Regions from separate parts of the Mus musculus genome. Here regions 2, 3 and 4 are each linked to region 1. A link is a contact called in public HiChIP or PLAC-seq and promoter capture Hi-C data. All regions are on one chromosome and are shown on one strand. The core of a region is the stretch at or near the end of the contact, and the rest is flanking DNA. Distances in the headings are between cores, read along the strand shown.

Evidence for each region. Promoter capture Hi-C pulls out the DNA fragments that hold promoters and counts their contacts. HiChIP or PLAC-seq counts read pairs in DNA pulled down with a chosen protein or histone mark.
Region 2: a contact with region 1 is called in a FOXA1 HiChIP or PLAC-seq map of pancreatic cancer cells. The contact joins the promoter of Zbtb42 here to the promoter of Tedc1 in region 1. A contact is called at or near these places in 5 of 39 promoter capture datasets (cranial neural crest, embryonic stem cells, hematopoietic stem and progenitor cells and 2 more), 6 of 484 Hi-C or Micro-C datasets (the C2C12 cell line, the G1E-ER4 cell line, LSK cells and 2 more), 8 of 115 datasets of contacts at active chromatin or transcription factors (the SCID.adh cell line, bone marrow-derived dendritic cells, bone marrow-derived macrophages and 5 more) and 2 of 9 other capture datasets (adipose tissue and liver).
Region 3: an H3K27ac HiChIP or PLAC-seq map of embryonic stem cells shows a contact between it and region 1, with 2.9 times the contacts expected there. The contact joins the promoter of Pld4 here to the promoter of Tedc1 in region 1. A contact is called at or near these places in 10 of 39 promoter capture datasets (the 3T3-L1 cell line, 3T3-L1-derived adipocytes, the HPC-7 cell line and 6 more), 1 of 15 datasets of contacts at CTCF or cohesin (embryonic stem cells), 3 of 484 Hi-C or Micro-C datasets (cortical neurons, palatal mesenchyme and uterus), 6 of 115 datasets of contacts at active chromatin or transcription factors (the NIH/3T3 cell line, T-cell acute lymphoblastic leukemia, bone marrow-derived dendritic cells and 2 more) and 1 of 9 other capture datasets (adipose tissue).
Region 4: a contact with region 1 is called in a promoter capture Hi-C map of liver, with 2.1 times the contacts expected there. The contact joins the enhancer-like site here to the promoter of Tedc1 in region 1. A contact is called at or near these places in 11 of 39 promoter capture datasets (3T3-L1-derived adipocytes, the C10 cell line, the HPC-7 cell line and 7 more), 1 of 15 datasets of contacts at CTCF or cohesin (the NIH/3T3 cell line), 1 of 484 Hi-C or Micro-C datasets (B cells), 3 of 115 datasets of contacts at active chromatin or transcription factors (embryonic basal ganglia, epiblast stem cells and thymic regulatory T cells) and 2 of 9 other capture datasets (adipose tissue and liver).

Annotation. Positions count from the first base shown.
Region 1 is chr12:113,153,238-113,160,837 of GRCm38.p6, forward strand. It overlaps Tedc1 (tubulin epsilon and delta complex 1), which reads left to right and starts at 3,184. Exons shown (of 8, transcript NM_134041.3): 1 at 3,184-3,334; 2 at 3,438-3,516; 3 at 3,924-4,126; 4 at 4,341-4,490; 5 at 4,832-4,930. The coding sequence starts at 3,200. It overlaps Crip1 (cysteine-rich protein 1 (intestinal)), which reads left to right. Exons shown (of 5, transcript NM_007763.3): 2 at 44-138; 3 at 218-275; 4 at 381-427; 5 at 538-642. The coding sequence ends at 421.
Region 2 is chr12:112,675,008-112,682,607 of GRCm38.p6, forward strand. Zbtb42 (zinc finger and BTB domain containing 42) reads left to right here and starts at 3,833. Exons shown (of 2, transcript NM_001100460.1): 1 at 3,833-3,938; 2 at 4,369-7,600. The coding sequence starts at 4,386. The coding sequence ends at 5,648. Gm30150 (a long non-coding RNA gene) reads left to right here. Exons shown (of 3, transcript XR_381988.3): 2 at 12-545; 3 at 684-963.
Region 3 is chr12:112,756,897-112,764,496 of GRCm38.p6, forward strand. It overlaps Pld4 (phospholipase D family, member 4), which reads left to right and starts at 3,759. Exons shown (of 11, transcript NM_178911.4): 1 at 3,759-3,887; 2 at 5,630-5,713; 3 at 6,501-6,667; 4 at 7,067-7,250; 5 at 7,552-7,600. The coding sequence starts at 3,861.
Region 4 is chr12:112,890,141-112,897,740 of GRCm38.p6, forward strand. No RefSeq gene overlaps it. Among named protein-coding and RNA genes, the nearest start is that of 1700127F24Rik, 18 kb to the left of the region's middle. Within about 2 kb of position 5,046, at least 44 of the 459 cell types and tissues checked have an H3K27ac peak or open chromatin away from gene starts, as enhancers often do. A contact at or near this core is called in the HPC-7 cell line, adipose tissue and liver, where this site is marked.

The DNA of each region.
Region 1 (7,600 bases), core at 1,934-4,433:
TGCAGGGACTCCAGTGTCTCACAGTGGATCTGTGCTTCTGCAGCTGAGCGAGTGACTTCACTAGGCAAGGACTGGCATCGTCCCTGCCTGAAGTGTGAGAAATGTGGAAAGACACTGACCTCTGGGGGTCATGCTGAGGTAAGGGGCCGTTAGGGGGCAGAGGGAGGAGCTATAGGAGTTGGGGTGAAGGTAAACCCTACTGTTCTTTTCCTTGTAGCATGAAGGCAAGCCCTACTGCAATCATCCCTGCTACTCCGCCATGTTTGGGCCCAAAGGTATGTTGCCGGACTTCTTCCCTAACGGGCCTCCCAGTGCCGGCCTCCTTTCCCAACATGTCAGTATCCTTATTTTTTATCTTATCCTCTTTTTATCTTTGGCAGGCTTTGGGCGAGGTGGAGCTGAGAGCCACACTTTCAAGTAGACCGAGGTATAGCCCCATCTCCAATCCCACCCAGTCCACCAGTTTACAGGACAGAGTCATCCCTAATAGAGTAAATAACAAAACTTTGCGCTCACATTTGTCTCTCTTTCTTACAGGTTGTGGAAACTCTCCCTGCCCGCCCAGGCACATGCCAGGCCTTACCCCCGGACAGCAGGGCTCTCGGGAACCCTCAGTGCCTTTAATAAACCTGATCTTTGGAAGTCCTGTGTTTTTGTCTGCTGATGTGTGATAGAGGGGTGTACAGTGAGAGCCTCAACCCCAGGCCTGATGCAGGGCACTGCTTTTCCTGCTGCTGCAGGCAGTGGTGCCCACTACCCTTTGAGGGGTGCAGTTTCAGGCCTACATCCAACTTCAGGATCCGTAAAGTTCCTGTCGCCTGGTTCTGTAGTGGTTCTGGCCTGGGGTGAGGTCCTGGCTGTCGGGGTCAGCAGGAACATGGCGTAGGTGGGGCTGGCCGCAGTTCAGAGGGTGAATCAGTGGGAGCTGCTTTGGTTCCCTTTTTGAGCTGTTTCGGGAGGGAGTTGTGTGGATTCCTGATCTATTCCATTTTCACTTCCTGCAACCCCACCCTGTCCCCAGAAGTGCACCCTTGTGGGTGAGCTCTGTAGCTGCTCAGCGTGGTCCCAGACACCTTTTCCCTGAACAGGAGTGCCCTGGGTGACCCAGTGCTCTAATGGGATTTGAGGGTGACAGTGGAAAGGGCTTTCTGGAAACCCTTGTAGAGCCAGGCAGCTCTCAGCTTTGCCTTCCCTATGCTACTGGCCATTCAAAACCCTTTGGACTTAACAAGGTCACAAAGGTCTCAGCAGTGTCCTGGTCTAGCCTGGGTTCATCTTTGGCACCTACACTGCAGGAACAAGCTGGATAGTCCAGTAAGTGGTCTGCAGTGTAGTGTAGTATAGTGTAGTGTGTATTGTTGGGTGATTCTGGAATTTCAATAGGTGGAGGCCATAGTGTTTGAGGTGACCACAGTATGGAGTAGAAGAAGCCCACCTTCGGTATTAGTTTCCTACTAGGAGGGGTGAGGGTATCTTTGGTGTCCAACCAGACCTGCAGAGGACCTGGAAGAGATGTATGGGTGAAGGGCAGAAACTCACTTTCCCCTGTTGTCTTCCACCCTTAAGGCCCCTGTCTTCCTCATACTTCCAGCCCCTCGAGCCCAGATCCACGTCTCTCAACTGGAGTAGACTTGGGCCTCCAGCAACCTGAGAGGCCTGTAGGAATGAGCAGGTCAGGTGAGGGAAGTGTATAGTATTGCAAAGAAGCCTAAGCGGCAGAGAGTTCCATAAGGGTGTATCAGGAGTTCCTTGGCACAGTAGACAAGAACTCAAGTCTTTGTGCTTTTCAGGGCGCTTCGTGTTTAAGGTGTGCAGTATAGCATGGCTCTGAAGCGAGGGCAGGAAGAGCAGGTAGAAACTAGCTGGGCGAGGCCATTTGCTGTGTGGCAAGGGGCCAGGAAGGAGGAGACCCTGAGGCAGAATAGCTGAAGGTATCCAGATGAGCAGAGGAAGGTCTGCAGCAAAACACAGGGAGGGTCAAGGTAAAGGTGAGCCCGCAGTCTCCGCACTTCCGGAGGGCGTGGCCATCCTGTAGACCGCCGTTAAACTGGCAGGTGCCAAGGGACAGCTCTGCCCCTCCCTCTCACCTCACTTTCCTTTTCCGCACCGCACCCTCTCCCTCTCCACCTGCCTCTTCTTTCCTAGCTTTGAGATGCAGAGTACACGCAGTACTGTCTGTCCGCTGCTCCAACTATTTTTGGTGGCGACATCGAGGGCACAAAGCTTAGTTTGTGTCCGCTCGAGCGTTCAGGTCTCGCCCCAGCAATTCTTCCTGCCACTCGTCGCCTACAGGCTTGTCTCTGGATCACCGTTGGCAGCGTCCGGCCTTTGTCCGGCCCTCCTCCACACGCACTGGCGCACATAATGTGATCTTTCGCATCCGGCTTCCCACAGAGGCTGCTCTGGCTTCACCTAGGTTGTAGCCACGTAGTAGGCTCATGCCGGTTGCGGAGGATAGTTGCCGACTGCATGTCTTTCCCCGTGCATCAGGTTGCACTCTGGGTTCATTCTGCCATTGTCATGTAGCTACTGTGAATCCTTGCGGGATTCTCAAAGCTTACCAAGATTGCTCCTGAAGGGCTGAGTGCAAAACTAAGTTCAACCTTAAAAGAGAGGGCCGCACCCTTTTATGAAGTGGAGAATTTTCCTTAAAAACTGCTCTTCTAGTGGCTGGAGGAAGAATGAATATGGGGACAAGGAAGTCTGGGGCTGGCTGTACATGAGAGGGAGGATGGCTTTCCGAAGAGACTTCTGGCGACGTGGCCCCCGGAACTCCCCACCCACTTCGCAGGGCTCAGCTGCTTCTCGCGGAGGCCTGGCGACCCCTGGCGGCGGGTTCCTTCCAGGGCGGCTTCGCAGAGACACTCCCTTCGTGGCTGGGTGGAGCCACATTGCTCCTTCCTCCGCTCCTCCAGGGAACACCTCGGGCGCATGCGCGCCCTCCAGCCTCGCGCTTCCCTAGCCCGGGGTTGCTAAGGCGGTTGATAAGTCGAGGTGCTGATTGGTGAGTTCCAACGGAGTTGGCACCTCCAATCCCCGCCCCCGACCCCGGAAGTGCCTGCCTACGGGATAGACTGGTAGGCACTCAAACGCCAGAGTCATCGTTCATTGGGCCTGAGGGGAGAAGGCGGGCCTCATCCGGAACTGTGATTGGTCGGGGTCCCGAGCGGGCAATCCGAGGCTGTCTAGTGCTGGCTGTATGCGGCGGCGGCGGAGCCGGGTGGAAGGGGCTGCCCGGGCCCTGCCTGAGGCTGTCGCCGCGCTGAGTCGGTGCCTGCCTGCTGGGCCCAGCCCAGAAATCTTCCGCCGCGCCAAGTTCGATCGACCTGAGGCGGTGAGGCTATTCGAGTAGGCGGTCGGGGTCGGGGCAGGCGTTGCCTGGGCTGATGTAGGTGACACCTGATACCCGCTGACTACAAACTCCTCGTTTGCTTCAGGCTCCAGTGCTCTGGCAGCTTCTCTTGCGCGTGCTCTCACCGCTTGCTGCAAACAATACCTGGACCGACCTTGCCCCAGGTAAGCCCCGCCCTCTCAGAAAGCCGCTCCCCAAGGCTATTGTAGTTTTGTCTTAACCCACCAAGTCCCGCCCCATCAAAGCTCCTCTGTTGTTTCCTCCCTTCCTGCAGGCACCTGCTCCTCTCGCTGTTGCGCCCACTTCCATTAGTATAAGTTCCCACTAGCCTTTACCACGCTTACCTGGGTAGTAGTGGCTTTATCACTCCAGTGAAACGCTGAGACTGGCCAACCACTCACAGAAATCCTGCCCGTTGGTTATCACTTTGCCTCCTCATAGACTCTCAGATCTCGCCTCCTTAGTCCACGCTTAGCAGGTTCTAAGCTTAGGGGGTGCTCTCAGGTCCCCAGAGGGATCCAGGTGAAATCTCCAGGTTAGCACCCCCTGATCTGATCATTTCCCACTCCAGAGGCCCAAGCCTGTGTGGTGAAATCAGCACTGGGCTCCCAAGGCTACCCCAGGTCTGTGCTGCTACAATTTCCAGACGGCAGTTCTCAGGGAAGCCGGGAACTGCTGTTGGCCCTGTCTTGGCTCCTCGCCCGAGGACCCTTGCTTGAGCAGCTGCTTGCCCAGACCCGTGTGCAGCTGGGTGACCAGTTGCCCCAGTGGGAGGTGAGTATGTAATTGAGGGTGTCAGAGCCCTGCTTTGCCCAGAACCCGTGGATTTCTCCGGGCTTCCAGCTCATGTGGTATTTGCCCTTGGTGTGGTTCTCATCCAGCTTTGAAGCTGAGGATGTACGTCAGTAGTACAGCTTCCCTGTCCTGGTCCTTCCTCGAGATATGGGATGTATAGCAGGGCTGACTCTTGTTCCCTCTCTACTGTGAGGCCCCAACCAGTCCTGGTCCTCCTGCACCCTTTGTGGAACCAAAGAGCCCCGTGGATCTCCGACTAGTGGAATGGCTGATGGGAAGGCTGCGGTTTAGGTGGCGATGCCTGATCTCTAGTCAGCAGGAGCAGTGTATCCTCCTCAGCAAGGTAATACAGGCACATGGCTCTTCACCCTGTGCCCAGGCTGCCTTTCCCTGGGGTCCATCTCTGTCACCACTATTGGACCACTGGACTGCTGGGCTTATCCCAACTCTGACCTTTACAAGCAGGGACGGACCGTGCTTTACCTGTGTCCTGGTGAGCAAGGTGTGGAAGCCCTCGGTGAAGTTGTCTGGTGCCCTTCTGCAGCCTCTGCCCCCAGTATTACTGGGGTATCCTGAGCCCAGCTCTGTCCTTTCTGGTTATAAGTGGTCTCTAAAGGTGCCCATATTCGGCTGAAAGATCTTGCTGGGAGCTACTCCCCAGCCTGGCTATTTTACCTATTACAGATCCACCTGTACACGCAGGGATGCCACAGCCAACAGAGCCTTGGCCATCTTTCTGTTGCCGAAACAGAGATGCTTAGAGATCCAGAGAGCGGTCAGCAGGTGAGGATTGGCAGGGTGCTGCAGTGGGCGCTGCCTCATGGCAGGGTGTTTGGTCTGTTGGGGAAATACCCGGCTGGTGTTAGGCTTTGACAGCCAATCACTGTCGTTTGTTACTGTGGGTGGCTAGTGTCACAGTTGGGGTTCCGGAAGGGGACCACTGGAATGGGAAAACACTGCTGTCAGGTCTGAGATGAACCTCTAGTTCTACCTGACGTATCTGGAGGTAGGAAAGCCTGAGTGTGAGCAGGCCGGCTGTCCTTCAGAGCCTGGGGCTAGACTCACAGGAATCAGCGTGGGGAGGTTAACAGGAAGGCCAGGGTACTGGCCTGGATGTTTGTAGGCCTTAATCCTCCTTCGTTGCCCAGGAGCCATTTACTTCTTTCCAAGCATGGCTTTTCTAGGCAGTGGGCTCCTGAGCTTCCTGATAGACTTGAATCTTAAGAGAGCCGGGCTGGAGAGATGGCTCAGCTGTTAAAGAGTGCTGGCTGCTCTTTCAGAGGTCCTGAGTTCAATTCCCAGCAACCACATGGTGGCTCACAACCATATGCAATGGATCCAATGCCCTCTTCTGGTATGTCAGAAGACAGCTACAGTGTACTCAGATAAATAAGAATAAACAAATCTGCCAGGAGTGGTGGCGCATGCCTTTAATCCCAGCACTCAGGAGGTAGAGGCAGGCGGATTTCTGAGTTCGAGGCCAGCCTGGTCTACGGAGTGAGTTCCAGGACAGCCAGGCTATACAGAGAAACCCTGTCTCGAAAAACAAAACAAAACAAAACAAAACAAAAAACAAACAAACAAAAAAGAATAAACAAATCTTTATAAAGAGGGAGAGTGAGAGAGCGAGCAGAGCCCTGCAGAACAGTAGGCTATGAGACCCCGGGGATGACGAGGCCCAAGGAAGGTGTCAGTATTGGCCCCATCCCAGCTTCTCCCCAGGATATTTGGTCCCCACCCCACCCCACCCCTGCTCCCCTTGTGCTGTCCTTCCATCCTTCCTTGCCTTTCTAGGGTCCTACCCATCTATATCACTGGTGTCTTCCTTTTGCTCAGCTTATCTCCGAGGTTTATAGGACAGGTTCAGGACTGGGCATCACTTCGGGGCTGGATTTAAACCAGCCCGAGTGGTTGGCTGCCTCTGCCGGCCTTAGGCTTGTATTCTTACGCACCTGAACTGGGGCTCAGATGCTGCCTTCTTCCAGGCACAACTCCCTTGTTTGCCTCTTCCCTCTCCAGTCCAGACTCTACCCTCTCAAAGGCCCGTCCGTCCTATGGCTGGGTGGGTGAAAGCAGAGGCTCATGGGGTGAGGGGCGGATGGCTAGATTCCTGGTTCCCACTCTTCCTGTCATCTTCTGGGGCTCTTGCTACAAGGCTGGTTGGCAGATTCCGGATCTGGGCTTCCTTCTGTGCTCTGGTGATTTGTATGCTCTGAAGCAAAGGTGCTTCCTGGGTCAGGTACCTGGCCGTTGGTGTCAGCTGGATCTGTATCCCTAGATAAATCCCAGGCTGGGTCCAGCCTTGTAGGGCCAGCGCTTGACCTTGAAGTGCTGAGATAGACTTAAGGGTCCTTATGCACACCCCTGCCTCTGACCCCCTTTTGAATGTGACTCGACTGCTGGACTTTGGGTTATAGCAGAGGCCTCCCATGCTTGGTCAAGCACTGCCTGGGACTTTCCCACAGAACCACTCCAGGGGCAGGGTGCGGGGAGGCCGCTGGTTACGGCACCACTTGTCTCAGAAGCTGTCCTGTGCTGAGACGGAGGACTGTGGACAGCTAAGTGGACCAAGGCCTCAGGTCAGCTTCTTTTCCTGTATTTGGAGAGGAGCTGGCTAAAACCTGCATCTGGCCCACCCGCAGACAGGTCCCAGAAGTTTCTGGAATGGTGTGTGCCTGGTGTGTGAGCAGCCAGGCCTGTTGTTGCATTGGTAGTCAGTTTCCTGGATCACAGTGGAGCCCACAGCCTTCTGTTTGCACCTCTGTGTCCTTGCTCCTACTGGGAGGAGGTTCAGGGAGATTGCCTCAGGAGACTGCAGAATTGAGGGTGGAGCCATGGCAAAGCGAAGGGGTTTATTTGCTCGTCTATCACACCCATACCCCACGGTCTGGGGGCACTGTGCCCCTGGGGACTATTCTTGGGGTCTGTATTATCTGCCCTTCTGATGGTGTGTCTAGGTGCCTTGTATCTGTGGGTAGGGTCTTTGCTCTTTGGTACTGGGTGGTACACCTGTGGACCACACTCTGTGCTCCACTCACCCTGATCTGGCTGGCTGCTTACATCTCTCACCACTCTCCCATCTCTGCGCATGGCTAAGTGGTGGCTCTGATCTCCTGTCTCTTGTGTTTGCCCCAATGGACTGGCCTTGGCTAGCATTCAGGGTCTCTCTCCAGTTTCTCAGGCCATGGGAAACTTCTCTGCAGAGCCTGGTTTGGGGGTCTGAGGTGCAGAGGGCTTGGCACGTATTGTCATCTGCAAGGGTCCTCTCCCTGGGTCCCTCGTGCAGGTGTTAAATGTGGGAGCACTTACATTTTGTGTAGGTTGTGCCTGTGACTAGGCCTGGCACCTATGGGCATCCCTGGCATCCACCCTCAGTTTACAGATTGCTGAGCATTCTGTCTTCCAGAAGGGTCAGCTGTGTTGGATCATCGACATTCGGAAGGGATTCCCTAA
Region 2 (7,600 bases), core at 2,583-5,082, 480 kb before region 1:
TTTCATACAAGGGTCAGAGTTCACCAGGAGTGTAAACAAGAGGGTAGATTTAGTAGTCCACGCTATCGCCCAGGATGGAAATCGGAGCTCCTTCTCGGGCTCCTGGGGCTGACCTGGGAAGCACACCCCACTCCCGGAGAAGAACTCACTCTCCTCTCAGCCACGCCCCATACCCTTCAGACGGGGATGGGGATGGGGGGCTCTGTTCTGTGCCCTATCTGCTGCACAGCTGCCCCAGCTCAGAGAGCCTCCAGGGCGCTAAGTCAGAGGCTCAGCAGCAGTTCTGTTCTGCTCCAGCAGTATCCCTGACCCTGAGAGTGGCCTTCAGAGGCTGAGAGTCACACAAATATCCATCACTCGCCCAGCAAACCTTCACCCCAGGCCCCCAACTCCTCCTCTCCTACTTCCCCCATCCCGTTGCTACACAGTTAGAGCCAGCAGGGCGCCCTCTTGTGGAACACAGCAATTTCTGGCTGTTCTCTAGTGACCCTTCTCACTCGGATGCTCTTCCTGGAAGCCACTGTTGGAGACAGCTCCTACCTGTGGTGAGCCCTGTTTCTATGCAGTAACCAGTCCCGCCTCCCTTCTTTGTGTCTCTATCTTCCCCCGAGTCCGGAGTGGGTTGGGGGATAGGCGACTCCTTCTGGGTCCACACTTTGGCAACACCTCTTTGGGCCTCCTAGACAGAGCCACAAGGTGAGTAAGGTCCGCCTTACTGAGACTTGCCACTGGCCTGCTCTGCAGCCATGCTCTCCAACAAAAACTGGTCCCGGGGGCTGGCGAGATGGCTCAGCGGGTAAGATGACTGCTCTTCCGAAGGTCCTGAGTTCAAATCCCAGCAACCACGTGGTGGCTCACAACCACCCGTAATGAGATCTGACGCCCCCTTCTGGTGCGTCTGAAGACAGCTACAGTACTTATGTATAATAATAAATAAATCTTCAAAAAAAAAAAAACCAAAAACCAAAAACAAACAAACCAACCTGTGGTTCCTGACCCTCTTCCCCCCTCACAGAGGTCTTCCCCCCTCTCTCACAGAGGTCTTCCTCCCTCTCATCCCTGGCAGCTTGGTAGGATGCAGGCACTATCCTGAGCTAAGAGGTCTGGGCATCAGCTACATAGTGAGATATGCTCTTGAGACAGCTCCCAAGTTAGATGGCACCCGAAATCTAGAGAGGTTCTGCCTGTAGCAGCCGGACTGTGGCTCTGTGATAGCCTCTGTCATCTATATGCCAGTAGAGAGGCATCTCGGAGTGGCAGGTGTCAGGGTTCTCAGCACAGATGGTGGACCAGTCTGAGGAATGTCCAGTGACCCTGCAGGTGTGGCTGGTCCTGCAGGCAGCAGTTTCACTGTCTTTGTACCTCACAGGTTCTCTGCCCTAAGACCTATGTAGGGTAAGTGAGAGGCGAGGCTGTGAGGCATTGCCCAACATGGAGGAAGAGGGAAAAGGGGGGCTGGTTGGTGTCAGCGTTCAACATCCAGCCATCATTTTCTCAAGAACCGTTCTGTGGCAGGCTTAGGCACACAAGCGTGGCCTGCTAAAGGAACAGGGACGCACCTTGATGGACAACCTTGGACTCTGCACAGGTCCATGCAGGATGGGTTGCAGGTCAAGAGGGATCAGGGAGGAACTCACTAAAGACGTGACCTTCAAGCAAAGGCAGGAATAAAGAGGAGAGACCGTGTCAGGGACTTTGGAAAGAACATCCCAGGACCACAGGCACATCGCCTTACGGTATGCCCTGAAGTTAATTTTCACAGGTCCCTAGAATATGCTCTGATTCCCGTGTTGCTAGTCCCCAGTAGCAGAGGTATTTATTATTAAGGGGGTAGGGCAGTGGTTCTCAACCTGTGGGTCACGACCCATTGGGGATAAAATGACCCTTTCATAGAGGTCGCCTAAGATCATCAGAAAAGCAGATGGTTCACAGGACGATTCGTAAAAGTGGCAAGATTAAATTTATGAAGTAGCGACAAAAAATAATTTTATAGTTAGGAGTCACCACAACATGAAGAACTGTATTATTAAAAGGTTGAAGCATTAGGAAGGTTGAGAACCACGGATATTGGGGCTCAGAATCATGCTAATTCTGGGAGGGGCTGAGGCAGAGGCAGGCTCCAGAGAGGGACGGTAGGATCTGGGCTTACTCTGAACATAGGATGTGGGCCATTCCTACAGAGGTAGAGTGGTGGTAAATACTTGGACAGTCAGAGGGAACTGGCCCTCCCCCGGCCGGGCTCCTATGTTGGGGGCAGCCAAGCTCCGCCCCTCAGCCATGCAGTGCCTGGATAACTGCCAGGTGACTCTAGGCTTCTTACTGCAGGTGCCAGATGAAGAAAATATAGTCAAATGTGCATTTCAGACACATACATTTCTTTTCCAGGGCAGGAAGTTGAGACTGGGCCTTGCCATGTAGCTCAGGCTGGTCTAGAACTTGAAATATCCCTGCTTCAACCTCCGTTTAGTACAACACTGGTTTTCTTCCCTGTAGAATCTAGGTCCTCCAGGAACCCTGGGAGCCCCCTTGGGCTTCCAATACAACTTTGAACAGGCCCCCTGGAGCTGTCCCCAACAGCCAGAAAGCCCCACTTCACAACTGGGTACTCTGTTCTGAGTGTCTAATGAGCCGGGCAGGGGGTTGGGGGGAGAGACAGGACTCAGCGGCTGTCTCTACCCAGAATGCCTTTGGATATTCTACCCAAACCCCTTTCCCTGTAATTCCTGTGCAAGACCTCCTTCATACTTACCCTCCAGCTCTCTATGTGGTGCCCACCCAACATTATTGGTCCCTGGACTTCTAACAAATGCAAGGTGAAAATTCGGAACGGGCCTAGCCCCATAGGAACTCTGGCTCTGTGATTTGGTACTGCGTGGCCCCTCCCTCACGCTAGAACTGTAAATGAGAGTGTCTAACTGACAAGCTTAATGAAGCTCAACGTGAGCGATGTCTCAAGCAACTTCAAGCCCCCTCAGCTAAGAATACCCCTCCGCCTGCACACTTGGGAGCCATTGGTGTAGCCCATGCCAAGGGGCCTCGACTCCTCTAAACCCCGGGCTCTATTGTCACGTCCTCTCCCCAGAAGAAGCAGGAGTCTCCTCAAACCCTGCTGACCCTGATTCCCCTGGAACACTGTGCCCAGGGTGCCGGCCCTGGCCTCTCTCCATATCACTCCTCCTACATCCTGTGTGTGACCTGTCTGCCTAACTCCGGAGGTCTCCTGCCACTTCTCTGTGATTGTGTCTTAAACCCATCCCACCACATCTGCCCTACCCAGTGCCCTCTGTCACAGATCTTAGTGCGCTTGACTGTCAGCCCAGGGTCTGCAGAGGGCGGTAATTCTCTCTCTGAGACCCCAGCTCCACGGCCTGTCCCAGATGTGTTAACGTGAATTCAAGAGAAATCTTCATAGGGCGAAGTGAATTTCTTTTTGACATTTGTGGTCTCTCATTGGCGCCCTGACCCATCTGAAGGACCGTCTTCCAACGGGTCCGAGGCCATTGTCCCGTAGTCCACGGAGAAGCAACTGCCCCTTTGTCCACCAGGGCAGTCGGGACCCCATGGAGGACACAGAGGCCCAGGAGACAAGTATCGCGAGAGGGTCCCGCACCCCCTCCCGTCACAGAGTGCGGCGGGCTAGCTTCTAGCGGGACTGACCGGGTGGGGCGGACAGAGAAGGGGTAGCGAGGTGACCTCAGCGGTTCGGCCGCTCCGGGAAGTCGCCCGGTCCGCCCCCTCCAGCTCCAGCCGGGAGTTTCGCTCTTCGGGGCGGGGCAAGCAGCAGGCGTTGCCCCGCCGGCCAAGTTAGTGCGCGCCCCGCCCGGCGCCGTCCGGGTCCCCGCGCCCTCCCGGCCGGGGCGCGCCGCCCCCAGTTCGGTGCGGTCCGAGCTGCACGGGAAAGCTTGCAGAACGAGCGGAGAGCCGCGCGTGCGGCGAAGGTGAGCACAGGGGCGGGTACTCGGCTCCGCCTGCCTAGCCGGCCGTTCCCCACGGCCGCGCTGCCATAAATGGGGCCGACGGCAGCGGTGGCAGCTGGCGGCGGTGCGGGCGGGCGGCGACTCTGGCGTCGGGGGGCGCGGCAGGCGGGGGGGGGGGGGCGAGGCAGCCTGAAGTCCTGACTTCTTTCTGTCCGCGCGGCTCGGCCCCTCCGCTGCGCCCCGAGCCCCGCCCCGGCGGCAGAGCGGCTTCTGTTTACTTTCGATCGAGTTTTTCCTGCTCCGGGCAGGTGCCGGGGCAGCTCAGGGCTGGCGGTTGCGCGCGTCACTCCCGCGCCTCTCTGTGGGCTGCCTGCACCCGGGAAGGGCGCGTCGGGGCGAGCGGGGGCCACGGCATCCCCGGCGTGTTGACAGGCGTCCCGTTTGTGCCCAGGTGATGACTGCGGCGGCATGGAGTTCCCGGAGCACGGCGTACGGCTGCTGGGCCGCCTGAGGCAGCAGCGCGAGCTGGGGTTCCTGTGCGACTGCACTGTTCTGGTGGGCGACGCGCGCTTCCCTGCGCACCGCGCTGTACTGGCCGCGTGCAGTGTCTACTTCCATCTCTTCTACAGGGATCAGCCCGCGAGCAGCCGCGACACGGTGCGGCTCAACGGCGACATCGTCACGGTACCCGCCTTCAGCCGCCTGCTGGACTTCATGTACGAGGGCCGCTTGGACCTGCACAACCTACCTGTCGAGGACGTCCTGGCTGCCGCCAGTTACCTGCACATGTATGACATCGTCAAGGTCTGCAAGGGCAGACTCAGAAAGAAGGACCCAGATCTGGAGACCCGTACGCTGGGGACAGAGCTTCCTGGGCAGCCACCACACCCCCTGCCTTCCTGGTCCCCTGCCTTCTGCCAAGCCGCACCAAAGGCCAAACACCCATCTCTAGGGGTCAAGGCTACCCATCCCCTGCCAACATTTGGACCTCCGTCTTGGCAGGTTGCAGAGCAGTCAAGTGGGGCCCTGGACCTGTCACTGAAGCCTAGCCCAAGACCGGAGCAGGTACACCCACCCTGTCGCCTCCAGACATCCCTCTGCAGCTCCGTACAGCAAGTGGCGCAGCCTCTGGTGAAGGCTGAGCAAGATTCGTTCTCAGAACAAGATAGCAGCAGCCCGCAGAGCGCGGACCGATCCCCACCACCAGTCTGTGCTTCTGCAGCCCAGGGCCTGGCAGTGGACTTGGAGCCACTGCACATCGAAGGGACGGGCAGCCAGCAGCTTGGGCTGCCTGCAGAGCCAGTGCTCGACAGTGAAGAGCTGGGTCCCAGCAGGCACCTTTGCATTTGCCCGCTATGCTGCAAGCTGTTCCCTAGCACCCACGCACTGCAGCTGCATCTCAGCGCCCACTTCCGGGAGCGGGACAGTGTCCGTGCCAGGCTCTCCCCCGAGGGGTCCGTGCCCACGTGCCCACTCTGCAGCAAGACCTTCTCCTGCACATACACCCTGAAGAGGCATGAACGGACACACTCTGGGGAGAAGCCCTATACCTGCGTGCAGTGTGGCAAGAGCTTCCAGTACTCACACAACTTAAGCCGGCATGCTGTGGTCCACACGCGGGAGAAGCCCCATGCCTGCCGCTGGTGTGAGCGCAGATTCACACAGTCCGGTGACCTGTACCGCCATGTCCGCAAGTTCCACTATGGCCTAGTCAAGCCCTTGCTTGTGTGAAGTGTTTTTCTGTATCCCCCCCAAGGTGGAGGGAGAAAAGGGGCAGGGTCTCCTGGGTGGGACTCTGGGGCAGAGGAAAAAAGCACAGGCCGGTGGTAGCACTACCCCAAGGCTAGAAGGTTGCACCAGCCAACCTGAATGAATGTTGCTGCTTCTTGGATGGGTTGCCGCCTTCTCTCCTTCTCCCCACCTCACACCTGAGGTTGTACCCTGCCCAGTTAGGGACACTTTCTTCCTCACTGTCCTCTCTAGCAAGGTTCTAGAGTGCCTGGCCTGCCCGCACACTGGGCAGTGAGAGGTAACTCAGTTTTCCTGCCCTGGAGCTTCCCTGTCCTGCTGGGAGACTTGAGAGTGTCCTTGTTTGCCTAATGCCACGATGGAATGACTCAACTTGTCAAGAAAGTCATTAATGCAAGTGTCTTAACAGGGTGCACTGAGTGAGCAGGCCATTCCTGGTGAGTGACAGCAGGAGCCCCTGTTGAGAAGGCCTCAGGCACAACAAGTACCAGCAGGGGCCATAGAGATGCAGCTGGCCTTTCAGGAGGCATAGCTCCAGCAGGGACCCCGAGCATCATGAGGAGGGCAGCTGAAGCTGGGTGTCCCTGGAGTGGGACTTTGGACAACGAAGGAGAATTTGGAAATGGATTGTCTTTAATAGCTGGAGCCTCCCAAGGCCACTATGTGTCCCCTACTGGTTGAAGATCCTGCAAGTGTCCCCTACTGGCTTCATGGGGCTGGTGATGGCAGATTTTGCCATGAACCAAGCTTTGCATGTTGAAGCTGATGCTGTGTTCCAGCAGGCCTGACCCTGGGAGTCGCTCTGCTGCTTTCTGAGGGTCTCCCTGGAGCCGTGGTCATTCCCAGGCACCGCACACCCAAGGCCAGAGCTTGGCCAGCTTTAACAGGAGTAATGCTCGCCGCACCACCTCCTGCCGAGGGGCATGAGTAGGAGCAGCTGTCACAGGGAGAAAGGAGGCAGATTGTCCCTTCATCTACAGCCCTGGAAGGAAGGCTGGTGCCCTTGAAATGTGAAGAACTTTGCCCTCTGCCTCTGCTGTGGATATGGGCCACCTTACTTTGACGACCTGCACACCAAGCAAGCCTTGGTCATTTCAGGAAGGGTGTGGGGCAGGATGGGGGTGGCCTCAGCAAGTGGTAGCGCTGCCTGAAACAACCTGCCCTCTCCCCAACAGGGCTGTCTCTGCTGATTGCAAGTGGCCCAGAGGACAGTTGGGCAAGTCTAAGTCATGTGTCTTCTGCTAACACTTGATGTATTTATTTGTTTGCTTGGTCTGGAGTGAAGTGACAGTTGGTCTCCCCAAGGTGGCCAGATCCACTGTTCATCTCCTAACCGTCTCTGTGCTCGCCTACTATGTCCATGGCTGCCCTGGGAAGCTGATTCTGATCAGTGATGCTCCAAGACTGGAGGCCCAGGACAGGCTGCAGTGCTGGAGAAGAGACAGTGCTGTCCTGGCTTCTGACTCCACCTCTGGAGAGGCTGGTAGGACCCTGTGACTGAGTGATCGCTCGCTCACTCCCTCCCTCCCTCCCTCACCCAACCCCGTTGTGTGTGTGTGTGTGTGTGTGTGTGTGTAGTACTACATGTATGCAGGCAGAACACCCCTGTGTTGGTTTTTCCTCTAGTGCTTGCTTTCCCAGGGCAGGTTGCCTACCCTGAGTCAACACTGGACTCTTGTTGTCTTTGGTGCACAGTTACTGTGAAATTAACAAAGAATGGTGACTGGTTATATGTTTATAACTGGCATGGTTCAGTTGCGTGTATGTATATGTCTGATACGCTGCCTGTGTGGAGAGCACAGGACAGCTGTAGAAGGGGTCCAGGTGCTTTCTGCTGTGTGGAGCTCCCAGGGCCAACCCAGCTACTGTTCCTGCCTGTGGTCTCACTGCTGCTCCGCCCCTGGAGGGACCACTGAGAAATGACTCCACAGGAC
Region 3 (7,600 bases), core at 2,509-5,008, 400 kb before region 1:
CTGCTTTGGGCCGGAGACCAATCAGAGCACCAGAGCTGTAGAAGCTTGTGGTGGAGACAGCTGCTCACCTCCCAGCAGCCAGGAAGCAGGCAGAGGGAGCAAGCGGCATGAGTCTGAGGAAAGATTCACATGCCAAGACTACACCCCTGTGACCTACTTCTGCCAACTAGGCCCCATCTCCAGAAGTTTCCAGCACCTCTCAATAAATACCATTAGATTGTGACCTTATCAAAGGATTAACCGTACACAACATAACAGATTTGGTGGTTCAAACCTCCCACCCAAGAAACATGAGACTAAAGCATGAGGTTCATGATTTCAGGGTGACATACTACAACCCAGTCTCAAAACCAAAAGACAGCTAGCTGGGTGTGATGGCACACACCTTTAATCCTAGCTTTGCAGAGGCAGCAGGAAGATCTCTATAATTTCAAGCCTGATCCTATATAGTGAGTTTCAGGTCAGCTAGAGCTACAAAGTGAAACTGGTCCTTGAAGAAGAAAATGAAGAGGAGGAGGCAGGGCAGAGGGGGAGGAAGAGGAGAAGGAGGAAAAGAAAGAGAAGGAGGAGGAGGTAGAAGAGAAATAGGAGGAAACATTTTTGCACTGTGATATTAGGAAAGATGCCTTGAAGGTAATACAGGAATTGGCAAGACCTAGGCTCAAGAGTATGAAGGTGTAAATTCCCCCAGAAGCCTTTGCTCTGAGAAGAGTGCTAGGATGGCTCCCTTACAGGCTGTTGGGATGGTTGTTTCTCGCTTTGTTGCTATGTTCAGCCATCACAGGCTGTTACAGCCATGGTACAAGTTGGGCCAGCTACTGTCAAAGCTGGCATCACCCATATGACTTGGGTTTTGTAGGCACTAAGAGTTGTTGGGTCATGGAGGCTTCCACCCAAATTTCAAAGGAACATGCTTGTCATTGGCTTGGGTGGCTCCTCATTTATTAGCCCTCCTGACAAATACTGAGGCATTTCCTGCCACAAGACACATTTTGGAATAGAAAAGAAATTGAAGACAAAGATACTCAGCTTTATAAGAAATCTCCAAAATCCATCGTCCCCGTCCCAGCCCACCAAGGACCTAGGGTGTAGCCATTTAGGAAGAGCTGATCACCACAGGGTGACACCATACTTCCAGTCTTAGTGTTGTCAGGAGACTTGTGCTGGGTGTTCCACCGGCCCTTGTCCCATGGGCCCCATGGATCCCTGAGATATACTCATGACAAATCCTTCCCAGGGTGATGATGCACACCGTGTCCAGTCCTGGCCTCAGATGTAGCAGGGGAGGGGAGTTGTGTTAGATGGGCTTGGGTTTCCTTGAAGCTGCAGGGCTTGAATGCCCTCCTATACGTGGAAAGTATTTATTGAGAGCATCAGGCATAGGGGCTGTTAAAGACTATTTTATTAGAATTTATTTTACTTTATTTATTTAGAACTTAATGAAAATAAAGACACAGCATACCAAAACTTATGGGACACAATGAAAGCAGTGGTCAGAGGAAAACTCATAGCTCTAAGTGCCTCCAAAAAAGAAACTGGAGAGAGCTTACACTAGCAGCTTGACAACACACCTGAAAGCTCTAGAACAAAAAGAAGCAAATACACTCAAGAGGAGTAGATGGAAGGAAATAATCAAACTCAGGGATAAAATCAACCAAATAGAAACAAAAAGAACTACACAAAGAATCAAGAATACCAGGAGTTAGTTCTTTGAGAAAATCAACAAGGTAGATAAACCCTTAGCCAGACTAACCAGAGACAGTATCCAAATTAATAAAACCAGAAATGAAAAGGGAGACATAACAATGAAATATATCTTAAAATAATTATTCTGTTTGTTGAATATTAACAGTTGAAAATATTAAAATCATGTTCTACAAGCATCATGGAAATATCACTGATAATTTTTCTCACTGTGCTTGAAATTAGAATTTTCTTAATGTTTAACTTCAAAGAGTTTTTGCTATTTTGAAATTTTAAAAATATACTTACTGATGAAATAATTTCTCTCCTAGAGACACTGATAATCTTTTTAAAGTAAACTTATAGTTAGACAATATACACAGATATATAATATGTTATAAATTCTCTCTCATTATGTCAGGTGGTATCATATAAGGGCTTTGGAATATATTTCTTAATGACTCATTTTTAATATTTTATGCTCTTTTACTATGCTTAATTCCCAAAGAATACTTTGTATGTTTTGGAACAATTTAGCATTCAACATTAGATATAGGATCCTCAGTTATGGATAGTAATAAGTGTTCATTAATGATATTTTTAGGGTATGAAAGGATATGAATATAAAATTGAGCAAATTGTTATGTATTATTTGATGCTCAAAATACTCAATATTATTAATATGTTTGTTGTATAAAATGCATTAAAAAAAAAGCTCACCCTGAGAAAGGCTTGGGGCTACAATGGGATCCTGAATCTATTGGCTTAGACCCATGTCTGCGCTGTCTTCTCTGGTGGATAACCCACAACAACCCCAAAGCCAAGTTAGGGCATTATCCCACAGGAAGTGAAGGATGGTCCCTTTTCTGCTCACTTTCTTGCCCACCAGGCTGGACACGGGTCACTGAGGTCAGGCCCTGCTCCTCAGGAGTACTCCCCACCCTGTGAGGTTGGCACTCTTCCCCTGAGGACACTCTGAGGCCATATCCCTGAACTGAGGCCTACTGCCTGCCAAGGAGGAGGGAAGTCAACCTGGACCCTGTTCAAAGTTGGGGCTGTTCCCAAGACCCTGATCTAAAGGCAACAAGGTTTGGTCTTCAGAAGATCCATCTTGGACTATGAGGGGAGGCAGAATCCCTTCAAGGAGCCACTAGTAAGCCTATGTTTGTGGACAGGCCAGGGAACAGCCTCACCTGAATTCCTCAGCGGGGTGAGTCATGGCTACCTCCAGATCCCAGCTTCCCTTGCAGCTAGGTATGGCCCTGTGGCCAAGCGTAGATTGAGTTGTAGCTAATATAGATAAATGGAAGTTCCCTTTCCAGTCTCCAGAAGTGTTCTGGGGATGCTTCATTCTATGCTAGGGATATGAGGTGATGGCTGAGCTTTGGAAGCCATTCTAGGGCTGTGAAGTTTGAATTCCAGGGTTTGGAGGCTAAGACTTCCTGTGACTGTGTCACTGATAACTTCTCCAGAAACTGGTTGCAGGGTATGGTTGGTGGGTCAGTCAGTTTTTCTTCACTATGACGCAGACCTGAGGTAAACTGTTTGAAGGATGAAGGACTTATTTTGGCTTGCAGCTTTAGAGGTTTTAACCAATGTCAGCTGTTGCCATTCCCATGGAACTAGAGTGTGGCCAGGCATAGTAACAGCAGCAAGGCAGAGGGAAGCAGCTTGCCCTATAACAGACAGGAAGCAGAGAGAGATGAAGAACCCAGGCATAAGACATGGCGAGCCAAGTCCTGCCCCAGAAACCTACATCCTCCAATCAGGCCCCACCTTCCACAGTTTCCACCTCCTCCCATCATGGCTATCATTGCACAATTTGTTAATTAGCTCATGATGCAACTTCAATAAAATTACCAGTCTTCAATATATGAGCCCCTGGAGAAGTTAAGTCAGTTTGAGGCTCTCTTACTTGAGACTTTGGTGTTTGCAGTCAAACTTAATTCCAACATTTGGTTTATGACTGAGGGACCCTCTCTAGGAGCAAGCAGGGTAGATTTTTCTCCAGAGGTGAAAGTTCTCAGCTCCGCCCCCTAGAGACCCGATCTGTCTTGACGTGGGGGTGGGGTGCTCAGAACAAAGAGGAAGTGAATGGAAGGGGGAAGCAGCAGGCCAGAGAGGAGGCAGGTGCCTGCCTGCACAGGCAAAGCCTGCAGACAGTGGCTGGAACCAGGATGGACAAGAAGAAAGAGCACCCAGAGGTAAGTGGTAGCCAGGCTAGAGCCAGACAGAGGGCCTCAAGAGGGGTGTCTGTCTACCTCCCACAGTCCCCTCCTCCCAGCACCCTAGGTCCCACAAGCCACCCAGATTGGCTGGCAGATGTCCACTCCTTGCTTGATCTATGGATCCAGGGTCAATGGGTATCAAAGTCTCCAGCCACTGGGCAGCTTTGTCCTATCCCACGCCTCGGGTCCACAGTTTAGCCCACAGGGCAGGAACCCCAGAACCTTGAGGCTCAGGGGGCTCTAAAGCCCATCCCCCAGCTCACCCCTCTCCTGATATGCCAGTACCAGGGAGTGTTTCCCTCTAGCCAGACAGTCCCACCCCAAGGATTCGAAAGACCCACAGGGACCAAGGATGTGACAGGTCTGCAGATGCTTAGAGCCGCCCTTCATCGTTCTCCTACCCTGACCTCAGAGTAGCTCCCAGTGACCACAAGGAGGTCAGAAGTCTGTGGCCCTTGGAAGTCCCAGATTACGGCTGCTGCATTCTTGCCTTTTTGCCAATCCAACTATTTTAGGGGATGAGAACACTTCTCTCAGAGCAGCTGGGAGAGGTAGGCCAGCAGCTCTTTGAGGGATAGCCCTGCCTGGTAACCCTGGCCCAGAACCTCATGTCTGTGCCCCACTGGACATTATAAGACTGGTCAGAGCCAGAAGCTAGGTTTCTGAAGCTGCCTCGGTCACTTGAGCTGCCTGCTATGGGTAGGGTGGGAGATATATCTAAGAACATGAGCCATGATCTGGATGGAAGTGACCTCCTGACTCCCTTCTTCAAGGAACTCTGGTAAGAGGGTGCTGGGCCTCTGTGGGTGACTCTGGTCCTCTCCCCCGCCCCCATCCTCTCACTGTGGTTTCTAGGCTCCACTTCCCCGTAACTTTGGGCATCGAGGGTAGATAGAGCCCCAGGCCTATCTCCTATAATCCATTCCCTGTGCTAAGGTTAGCCACATGCCTACAGGCTGCTGTCCAAGACAACCCTTAAGGGACAGTGGAATTAGTCTCACCACTCTTGGAGTGATAGCCTGACCCACAGAACTGAAGAAGCCCCCAGATTCCACAACCAACCAACTACAATCATACAGTGCCTTAGGTTCCAAACAGCATTCAGGCTGGGAGGGTGGGAAGTCAGTGCCTTGCTCGTGTCTGTGCCAGGGGTTGGGTGACCCATCTGGGGTGCACAGGGCCTCCTGAATGACTGGCCTGACTCTGTAGTGACTCCACTGAAGGAACATGGTGAGTTCTCCACCCTAACTAGCTGTAGCCTCCTTTGCCGTCCCCAGCCTTGACAGCAGTGCAGGGCCAGGCTTGGCTCTTGGTGGCCCTTTTGCCATGCCCCACTTTACAGCCAGCTGCCTACCATGGGGCCACACTTGGGGGCCAGCTGGGGAAGGGAAGCAGCTGCTCATAGCTAATAAGGAAGGGTGGATGAGGCAGCCCAAGCAGAAACTGCACTTTCAGGCCTGGTTTCACTTGTGGTTGGAATAAGGAACTGAGATTCACATACTCAAGACACCAAATCAGGGGACACTGAGGGAGCCATAGGGTACAAGCAGGACACAGCCCTGGGAAAGGTGTAGGCTCAGCCGGCATGGGTTCCATGCGGGAGGCCATGCCTGAGCTGTGACTGGTGTCTGAAGGCTGGAGAGTGCCTCTGTAGGGACTGCTTAAGGAGGTGACACCATGGAGCTGGGGTTGCTGGTGACACAGACTGTTCTGTACAGATGCGGATACCACTCCAGACAGCAGTGGAGGTCTCTGATTGGCCCTGCTCCACATCTCATGATCCACATAGCGGACTTGGCATGGTAGGTCAGGAGATCCTAAAGGAAGTCTGGCCAGGGACTCAGTCTTCTGAAAACAAGTTTAAGCCCAATTCCTAATCAGAACCACATCCAAACTTTCCTTCTCTCTCTCTCTCTCTCTCTCTCTCTCTCTCTCTCTCTCTCTCTCTCTCTCTCTCTCTCTCTCTCTCTCTCTTTCTTTCTTTCTTTCCTCCTTTCTTTCTTTGTTTCTTTCTTTCTCTTTCTTCTTTCTTTCTTTCTTTCTCTTTCTTCTTTCTTTCTTTCTTTCTTTCTTTCTTTCCTTTTTTAAAGATTTATTTTTTAATTTTATGTATATGAGTACACTGTCACTGTCTTCAGACACACCAGAAGAGGGCATCTGAATCCCATTACAGATGGTTGTGAGCGACCATGTGGTTGCTGGGAATTGAACTCAGGATCTCTGGAAGAGCAGTTGGTGCTCTTAACTGCTGAACCAGCTCTCCAGGCCCCCAAACTTTCTTAATTTCCCAAAGATTAGGTCTGGGGGTTTGATTAGAGGGTACAAAACTAGCCCTGCAGTGGGGGTGGGGGGTGCACACCAGAACAAGGTGACCTAGCCTGTTGCATATCTTGTCTAGGTCTCCTCGCTGCAGAGTGGACCATAGAGAAAGCTATGGACCACCTACACCACCCAGGCCTTGCTCTGTGCGTCCCTCATCCCCTCTTGCTCACCCCCAATCCCTCCCCAAGAGCCTGGACAGTATCTGTTATAGGACAGGGAGGGCTGTCCTGGCTGCTAGGAAGACTATTGAAATGTCACCTCATGCAGGTACTGGGGATGCTAGCTGTACTGGGACTCAGCTCTGTGACTCTCATCTTGTTCCTGTGGCAAGGGGCCACTTCTTTCACCAGTCATCGGATGTTCCCTGAGGAAGTGCCCTCCTGGTCCTGGGAGACCCTGAAAGGAGACGCTGAGCAGCAGAATAACTCCTGTCAGTGAGTGTACACCAGGGGTTCTCACAGGGTTGTAGGCTATGTGTCTGGGCTGGGTGCCGCCTCACTGGGTCCCTGAACGGGTGATTTAGCTCACAGTAAGGCTGTGATTGTCCCAGGGATGGAGTCTGGATTCCCCAAGAGAACACCTCATGGCCCCTCTGGGCTGAGCATGCCCCATCCCCAGGTTCCTCACTGTATAGTCTCCTGTACTTCAGCTTTGGGGGACTCAGGCTAAAACTTCCCATCTCACTGTCCTCTTTCTGTACCTTTGGCCTGGGTTCAGGCCCTGGAGCCACCTGGGGTCAGTCCCTCCCTCCGGCTGGGTGGCAGGAATGGAACAAATGGCTGGCCAGTGGCTCCGATAGATACAGCTTGGTCTGCCCTGGGTTCTGTCCCTAGGCTCATCCTTGTGGAAAGCATCCCTGAGGACTTGCCATTTGCAGCTGGCAGCCCCACTGCCCAGCCCCTGGCCCAGGCTTGGCTGCAGCTTCTTGACACTGCTCGGGAGAGCGTCCACATTGCCTCGTACTACTGGTCCCTCACTGGACTGGACATTGGAGTCAATGACTCGTCTTCTCGGCAGGTTGGTCCTTGTTTTTGCTTTCTGGCTACGAGGCACAGGTCTCTCCCTGGATGTCAAGGGCTCAGCAAGTCGGGCTGCTATCTGTTCAGAGCTCAGCCAGGCCCAGGGCTCAGCTCTGGGCTGGGGCTGGGTTAGAGCAAGGCCAGGCCCTTCGGGTGACTCTTGGGACAGCAGCAGAGGGACTGAGGATTGCGCATGCATGATGTCATCTTTTGGCCTCTAGTCATGAGCCAAACCTTGGTCTACCCTGTGGGCAAAGGGCCAGCTTGAGGTAGCTTCTCATGGTAGCCTGGCTTTGCAGGGAGAGGCCCTTCTACAGAAGTTCCAACAGCTTCTTCTCAGGAACATCT
Region 4 (7,600 bases), core at 3,796-6,295, 260 kb before region 1:
AAGCAATAAAGCTTTTGCCGCAGAAGATTACGGTTTGTTGCGTTCTTCCTGGCCGGTCGCGAGAACGCGTGTAAGACCTAACCCATACTCCTGAAAGTAACCCAAATAAAACTCATGGGTCACCAGGTCACACTCTTCTTGTCTCTGTACTTTGATCTGCCGTGGTTCTTGATCTGGGGTGAGTAGAGTATGTGTCTTCCTAGGAAAGTTTTGTCACTCAACAGAGGCAAAGGAAACTGAGTGGAAAGGGACCTGATGTTCATCTGCACCTCATCACAACAGCCCCAGCTCATCCGCACTGCCTCACAACAGCCCCAGCTCGTCCGCACTGCCTCACAACAGCCCCAGCTCGTCCGCACTGCCTCACAACAGCCCCAGCTCGTCCGCACTGCCTCACAACAGCCCCAGCTCGTCCGCACTGCCTCACAACAGCCCCAGCTCGTCCGCACTGCCTCACAACAGCCCCAGCTCGTCCGCACTGCCTCACAACAGCCCCAGCTCGTCCGCACTGCCTCACAACAGCCCCAGCTCGTCCGCACTGCCTCACAACAGCCCCAGCTCGTCCGCACTGCCTCACAACAGCCCCAGCTCGTCCGCACTGCCTCACAACAGCCCCAGCTCGTCCGCACTGCCTCACAACAGCCCCAGCTCGTCCGCACTGCATCACAACAGCCCCAGCTCGTCCGCACTGCCTCACAACAGCCCCAGCTCGTCCGCACTGCCTCACAACAGCCCCAGCTCATCCGCACTGCCTCACAACAGCCCCAGCTCATCTGCACTGCATCACAACAGCCCCAGCTCATCACTGCATCACAGCAGTCCCAGTTTCCTACAGAAACTAGCAACTGATCCTAAAATTCATCTGAAAGTGCCCAGATACTCAAAATGAAAAATAAAACAGCTTTTGACTTAAAACTTACTACAGAGGGGCTAGGGAGTTTGCTCAGCTGGTAAAGTGCCTGTCATGCAGGCATGAAAACCTGACTTTGGATATCCAACACCCATTAAAAATTTGGGCATGGCAGCATGCAGTTGTAATCCCAATAATGGAGAGGCAAGTGGATCCTAGACTTCACTGGCTATTAGCCTAGCCAAACTGACAGCTCCAAGTTCAATTAGAGACATTGTCTTAAACAGTAAGGTGGAGAGCAATTGAGGAAGACACAAAATGTCTTACTCTGGCCTTCATATGCATGTGCAAAATGCACGCACACACATGAACAAATAGATTCAAACCACACACAAAAATGTTACTATAGTAAATTACAGTAATAGACACAGTGTGATCCTGCCCCTCCACAAAAGACATACACATCAATGGAATAGAACTGAGAGTCTGGAAATAACCCTGTACATTAAGGTCAGTTGATTTTCACTGAAGAATGCCAACACACAAAATGTAGAGTTCGATGGTAGAAATCAAAGGCCAGGAGCTGGAGAGATGGTACAGCGAGAATAGGCTGCTCTTGCAGAGGATCTGAGCTCAGTCCTTAGTGCCTACATTCACAACCATATAGAATTCCAGTTCGAGGGGATCCAACATCCTCTTCTGGTCTCCTTGGACACTGCACTCTCAGGCGCATGCACATGCTCTTTCTCTCTTTCTCTCTCTCTCTCTCTCACACACACACACACACACACACACACATCGTGCATACACATATATGCAAACACATAAATATTTGTATACATCAAATAAAAAACAATCTTGCTTTCAAATGGTTACGCTGGGTGTGGTGATACACGCTTTTGCTCCTTTTTGCTTTTTAAAAAATTATTTATCTTATTTATGTGAGTACACTGTCGCTGTCTTCAGACATCCCAGAAGAGGGCATCAGATCTCATTACAGATGCTTGTGAGCTGCCATGTGGTTGCTGGGAATTGAACTCAGGACCTCTGGGAGAGCCGTCAGTGCTCTTAATCGCTGAGCCATCTCTCCAGCCCGACGGTGCACACTTTTAATGCCAGCACTTAGGAGGCAGAGGCAAGTGGATCTCTTTAAGTTCAAGGCCAGCCTGGTCTACAGAGTGATTCTAGACTAGTCGGGACCACTCAGTGGGAGTTGAACACACATGCAGATACTTTTAAATGGCAAAATTAATAGAGAAATGCAAATCAAAGCACTAGGAGATGCCACATTGGCCTCAGGGGAGTGGCTTTGGGAAGAAGATGTCGGTGAGGACTAGGGAGGCTGAACAGAGAGAAGTACTTGTGCTGCTAGAGGGGCAGTGGTGGCACAGAAGCTGCTCTGGAGCCTTCTGCAGATCCTTCCAACGGGAAGCACTGATTTTGCACACGAACCAACAATTACACGCCTAGATATTGAGAAAGGAGAGATGAACATCTAGGCCTACAAAGTCTCATTCATGAACATTCATAACTATATTGTCAATGATCACCCAGACTGGAGTGTCCTCAAGTGTGCTTCTCCTGATGGACAGTGTCTGGTCTGCCACACAACAGCCTCCAACAAGGTCCTGGTCCTGGTGCCACCAATCATTATCCCAAATTAAATCTAAAAGGCAGCCCCCCCCAGGAAGAACAATAATATCAACCAACCAGATCCCCCCCCCCGAGCTCCCAGGGACTAAACCACCAACCAAAGAGTACAGATGGGGGGGCGGACCATGGCTCCAGCTGGATATGCAGCAGAGCATGGCCTTATCTGGCATCAATGGTAGGGGAGCCCCTTGGTCCTGTGGAGGCTCTATGACCCGGGTAGGGGAATGCTAGGACACTGAGGCAGGAGTGGGTGGGCAGGTGGGGGAGCACCCTCATAGAGGTAGGGGAGGGGGATAGGATAGGGGGTTTGTTGAGGGGAAACTTGGAAGGGGGTAACATTTGAAATGTTAATAAATAAAATAACCAATAAAGATTTAAAAAATAAATATAAAAGGCAATGATTCCGTTCATACAAAATATCCAAGGCTGTGGTTGGCAGCAGGGGTGGGGTAAACTTAACAGCAAAGCCGAGTCCAATGCTGGCAAAGCCCTGGTTGCTCTGACCATGTCCTTAGGACACAAACGAGGCTGACCAAGCTATGCTGGACAGTTACTCTTTGCATATGTGTGAGAGTACACTCTGGGGGTCTGGGCCCATTTCTCACCTGAGCATGCAAGCCCAGCCTGACTCTATGGTCTGGACCATGGTTCCAGAAAGAGGGAGGCCAATGGGAAGGAGCATCAAGCCTGGGAGTTCTTTGGCTACAGCAGGTGAGGGAAGCGGGGGAGTGAAGAATGAGATGGAGTCGCCTTTGCATGGCCCGGGTCAGGCTATGCCAGAAGCTTCAGGGGCCAGGGAGAGCAAAGGTGAGGTCCTCAGGCTAACACAGGACTCCTGGAGGACTTATAGCATGGAAAGCCCTGGGGCGGTTCACTATTTCTGGAGAAGGTGAGGGTAAAGGGAGAGGAGGAGGAGGAGGAGGAGAAGAAGAGGGGAGGAGGAGGAGGAGGAAAGGGGGGAGGAGGAAGAGGAGGAGGGGGAGGAGAAAGAGGAGAAGGAGGAAAGGGAGGAGGAGGAAGAAGAGGAGGGGGGAGAGGGGGGAGGAGGAAGAAGAGGAGGAAGAAGAGAAGGAAGAGGAGGAGGAGGAGGGGGAGGGGGAGGAGGAGGGAGAGGCGTCAATCCAGAATAGACATCCTGAAGGCAGGACCAGGCTGATTCCCCAGCCATGGTGAACTTCTAAGTGGTGGGCCAACCTCTTTCCCTCTTTGTACCCCTAGAGGCTGAGGGGAACTGGGGCATCCCAGACTAGGCTGACTGAATTCCAGCTATGCCTAAGTAGAAGGAATCACACAGAATTGCCACCATGTGGCTGTTTAGACTGAAAAAAAAAAAAAAGCACTTTCACATGGTTCATCCTGACAGAACCAAAGACCACCTAGTTGTGAAAGTCAGAGGGACCCATAAGGACGTGCATGGGCGGGCCAGCAGTGTGAAGGGGGTGGGAGTCCGTGGTCCTCATTTCTTGCCATTCCTCCATAGGTGGAAGCTCTTGGTCAGGCAATTCCAGTGCTCTTGTGCCCGCCTACAATGGGCTACATGTAGGCCATGCAGGCCATGCAGGCCATGCAGATGGGGACTCTCTCCTGGCACTTCTTAGCCCTGCTGCTGATGCTCAGGCACCCCACAGGGCTGCTGTGGTGGGGGTGCAGGAGGAGGATGCTATCATCTCAGAACTCTCCTGTGACAGGCTTCAACTGGTTGGCTTCAGAGCCGAGCTCTCCTGTGTATAAATCAGAAAACAGCTTTGGAAGCGATTTGGCAGCAGGGATTCTAAATGTTCTGTGACCTGCAACCCAGCAATTTAGTGTCTAGGAATTTAAACAGCAAATTGGCCAGATGACTCAATCTCCACCAATGGAGCTTGGGCTGTTTCTCAAAAGCAGAGACAAGCAAGAGAAGCCAGCCAGGCTGCAGGATACAAGGTTAGTGGGGGTGAAGGACTCAGTGGGGAGAAAGAAGAACATTGGGGAAAGATCCGATGCCAGTAGCAGCCCGGGGACGAGGGTGACGGACATGCTCTGCCTGTCAGCAGAAAACCACAAAGCATGAGCTGAGCATGACGGAGGGTGAGACTGTATGACCTATGCCATGTAGCCTTGCATGGGAACAAACACATGTAAAGAGAACAGAGAACCAAGCATAGGGGAAGCCCGGGACCACTGCTCTTGTTTCTGCGTGGTGGGATGAGAGTCCCACCCCACCCCCGACGCTCACACAGTCTCTGTACTTTCCTGTCCATTCACAGTTCTCCCCAAATGAGCAAGTGCTACTTTATAATTGGAAATGAGCGAGCTAATTTTAAAATCAGCACGGCATTACTGGGAGAAAGCCACAGAGTAGAGAGAGGACCAAAGCTCTCCGGCAGCTCAGAAGACTGGGCTTGCTAAAGTGTCAGTCAGCTCAGAAGTCCATCTCTGCAGAACACCAGCCCTGCAAGATCCCAGCAAGGGCTGCAGCCACTCAGGAAATCAAGCAGACACTTCTCATAAAGCCAAACAGGAACTTCCTCCTACCAGCAGCAAGGCACTGACCAGGAGGAAGCAGCACCACTGTCCTGGAGCTGGAGAGAGGAACCGTGAACTTCAGGACTCTCCAGAGCAGAGGTTTGAGAATGTGGGATTGGGGAAGCAGGCTGTTGGTGGCTTCTCAGCCAGGACTCTTCTGGAGCCTGTCGGGAGGATACCCCTCTTTCATGAACTTTGTTCATCCGAGATTCACCAGGTTATCACAGCTTGTGATGCTAGGCATGTCATAGACCCCGTGGTGAGAGAGAAGGGAGCCATTTACAAAGTCCAGAGCATTGGGTTGGCCTGAGTACCTGCCCTCAGGAAGCAGCTGCCAATCAGAGAAGTGCCCAGTTCCACCCCCAATCCAGGAACACAGGCTGTAGTGGTGTTCACCAAGGCTAAGCCATTTGCTGGGCATCAGGACATGTCTTCTGCATGAGTGTCACCACCACAGCACTGTCGGCTTGTTAACTGCGGTTCTCTTGCCTGCTCATCATGGCCAACGTGAGCAAGACTGACAAGCCTGTCGAAAGGCAACACAAAGTCCGCAGAGGCAGAGGCAGCCTCAGAGTCATGGAGGACAGAAGTGCAGGAGAATCAGACAGGAGCTCCTGCCGAGGGATCCAGCTGGGACACAGAGGCTAAGGTCACGTCCAATGGAGGAAGTGGTGAATGAGCCCAGCAGGCAATAAGAGTGTAGAAGCAGAGTCCCAGGAAAGGGTCTAAAGGAACACAAAGACCCAAGCCACCCTGATGGAAATGAAGAACACCCATGACTGGCTGTGTGACTGCACACAGCTGAGAAAAGGCTCTCCCAGCTCAGGGCCATGGCAATAGAAACTGAAAACAAGAACCATGTTTGATGGTGCCAGTCATCCTAGCGCTTGAGACACTGAGGCAGGGGATCCAGAATTCTGGCAACCCTGGGCTATACAGCAGGATTGGGGGGGGGTGCTGGAAGAGGGGAGGGGAGGGGTGGGGAGAGGGGAGGGAGGGGTGGGGAGAGGGGTGGGGAGGGGAGGGGAGGGGAGGGGAGGGGAGGGGAGGGGAGGGGAGGGGAGAGGAGGGAAGGGGAGGGAAGGGGAGGGAAGGGGAGGGAAGGGGAGGGAAGGGAAGGGAAGGGAAGGGAAGGGAAGGGAAGGGAAGGGAAGGGAAGGGAAGGGAAGGGAAGGGAAGGGAAGGGAAGGGAAGGGAAGGGAAGGGAAGGGAAGGGAAGGGAAGGGAAGGGAAGGGAAGGGAAGGGAAGGGAAGGGAAGGGAAGGGAAGGGAAGGGAAGGGAAGGGAAGGGAAGGGAAGGGAAGGGAAGGGAAGGGAAGGGAAGGGAAGGGAAGGGAAGGGAAGGGAAGAAGTTCCATCCCAGGGACCTACGTAGTAGAGAAAGAAAATGATTTCCACAAGTTGTCCCTCTGACTTCCTCACATGCACCAAGGTTTTCAAGGTGTTCACATGTGTACATGTACACACAGATACACACGAATGCATACACATACAGAGAGGGAGAGAGAGAGAGAGAGAGAGAGAGAGAGAGAGAGAGAAAGGGAGGGAGGGAGAGAGAGGAAGAGAACCCAGTAAAACACTTCATCCAGGAACTTTATTTTTTGTACATAATATATATATAATATATATATATATATGTATGTATGTATATATGTATATGAATGACAAATACACTGTAGCTATCGTCAGACACACCAGAAGAGAGCATCGGATCGCATTACAGATGGTTGTGAGCCACCATGTGGTTACTGGGAATTGAACTCAGGACCTCCCTGCAAGAGCAGCCAGTGCTCTTAACTGCTGAGCCATCTCTCCAGCCCCAACCGGGGTGTTCTTAAATAGTAATGGATGAGTAGGTGTGTTACATCCAGAGGATAGACCACGACTCCTTCGCGGGAAGAAATGAGCCCATCATTTCCGGAAAACATGGAGGAACTGAAATCTATGCGACTACGTAGGAAGCCAGCCTGCAGAGACGCCGTGCGACCCCAGCACTAGGATATTGTTGTAAAGGCAGAAAACAGTCACAGGATCAGTGACTTCTGGGGCTCAGCAAAGGCGGGGAAATAGGGGATGCGGAGGGGGGGGGGAATAGATACAGCACTATATATAAGTGCGGTGGGCCAACCACAGCCAAGGAGCCTCTGGGAGTAGAAGGTGCCAGAGGTTGAGGGCTCAGGGGGTCCGTGGGACCTCTACTTTCAGCCTAATTTTACTGTAAACCTAAAAGTATCCTAAAAATAAAATTTGCTAATTTAAAGAAAAACGTAAAAATACACTTAGCCTATAGCCCAGTGTTTACACTCTTGGCCATTTGTTCCTGAGCACTGAGAAAATGCCCTCTCACAGATATGTGTACAGTAACACAGGCAGGTGCTTTATTGCTAATTGTCTGGAAGAGGAAATAACACGTGTCCTTCAATAGCGGAACAAACCTCAGTGAGTCCACATAATGGCGTAATACCCAGAAGTAGGAAAGGGACACGCTGTCCACGTGCACTATAATTTGTGTGGTTATTAATGACTCGAGGAAGAGAGCCAGCCTCAAAGGTTATTTATTGTACAATGCAACACATCTCTAAAATGACCAGA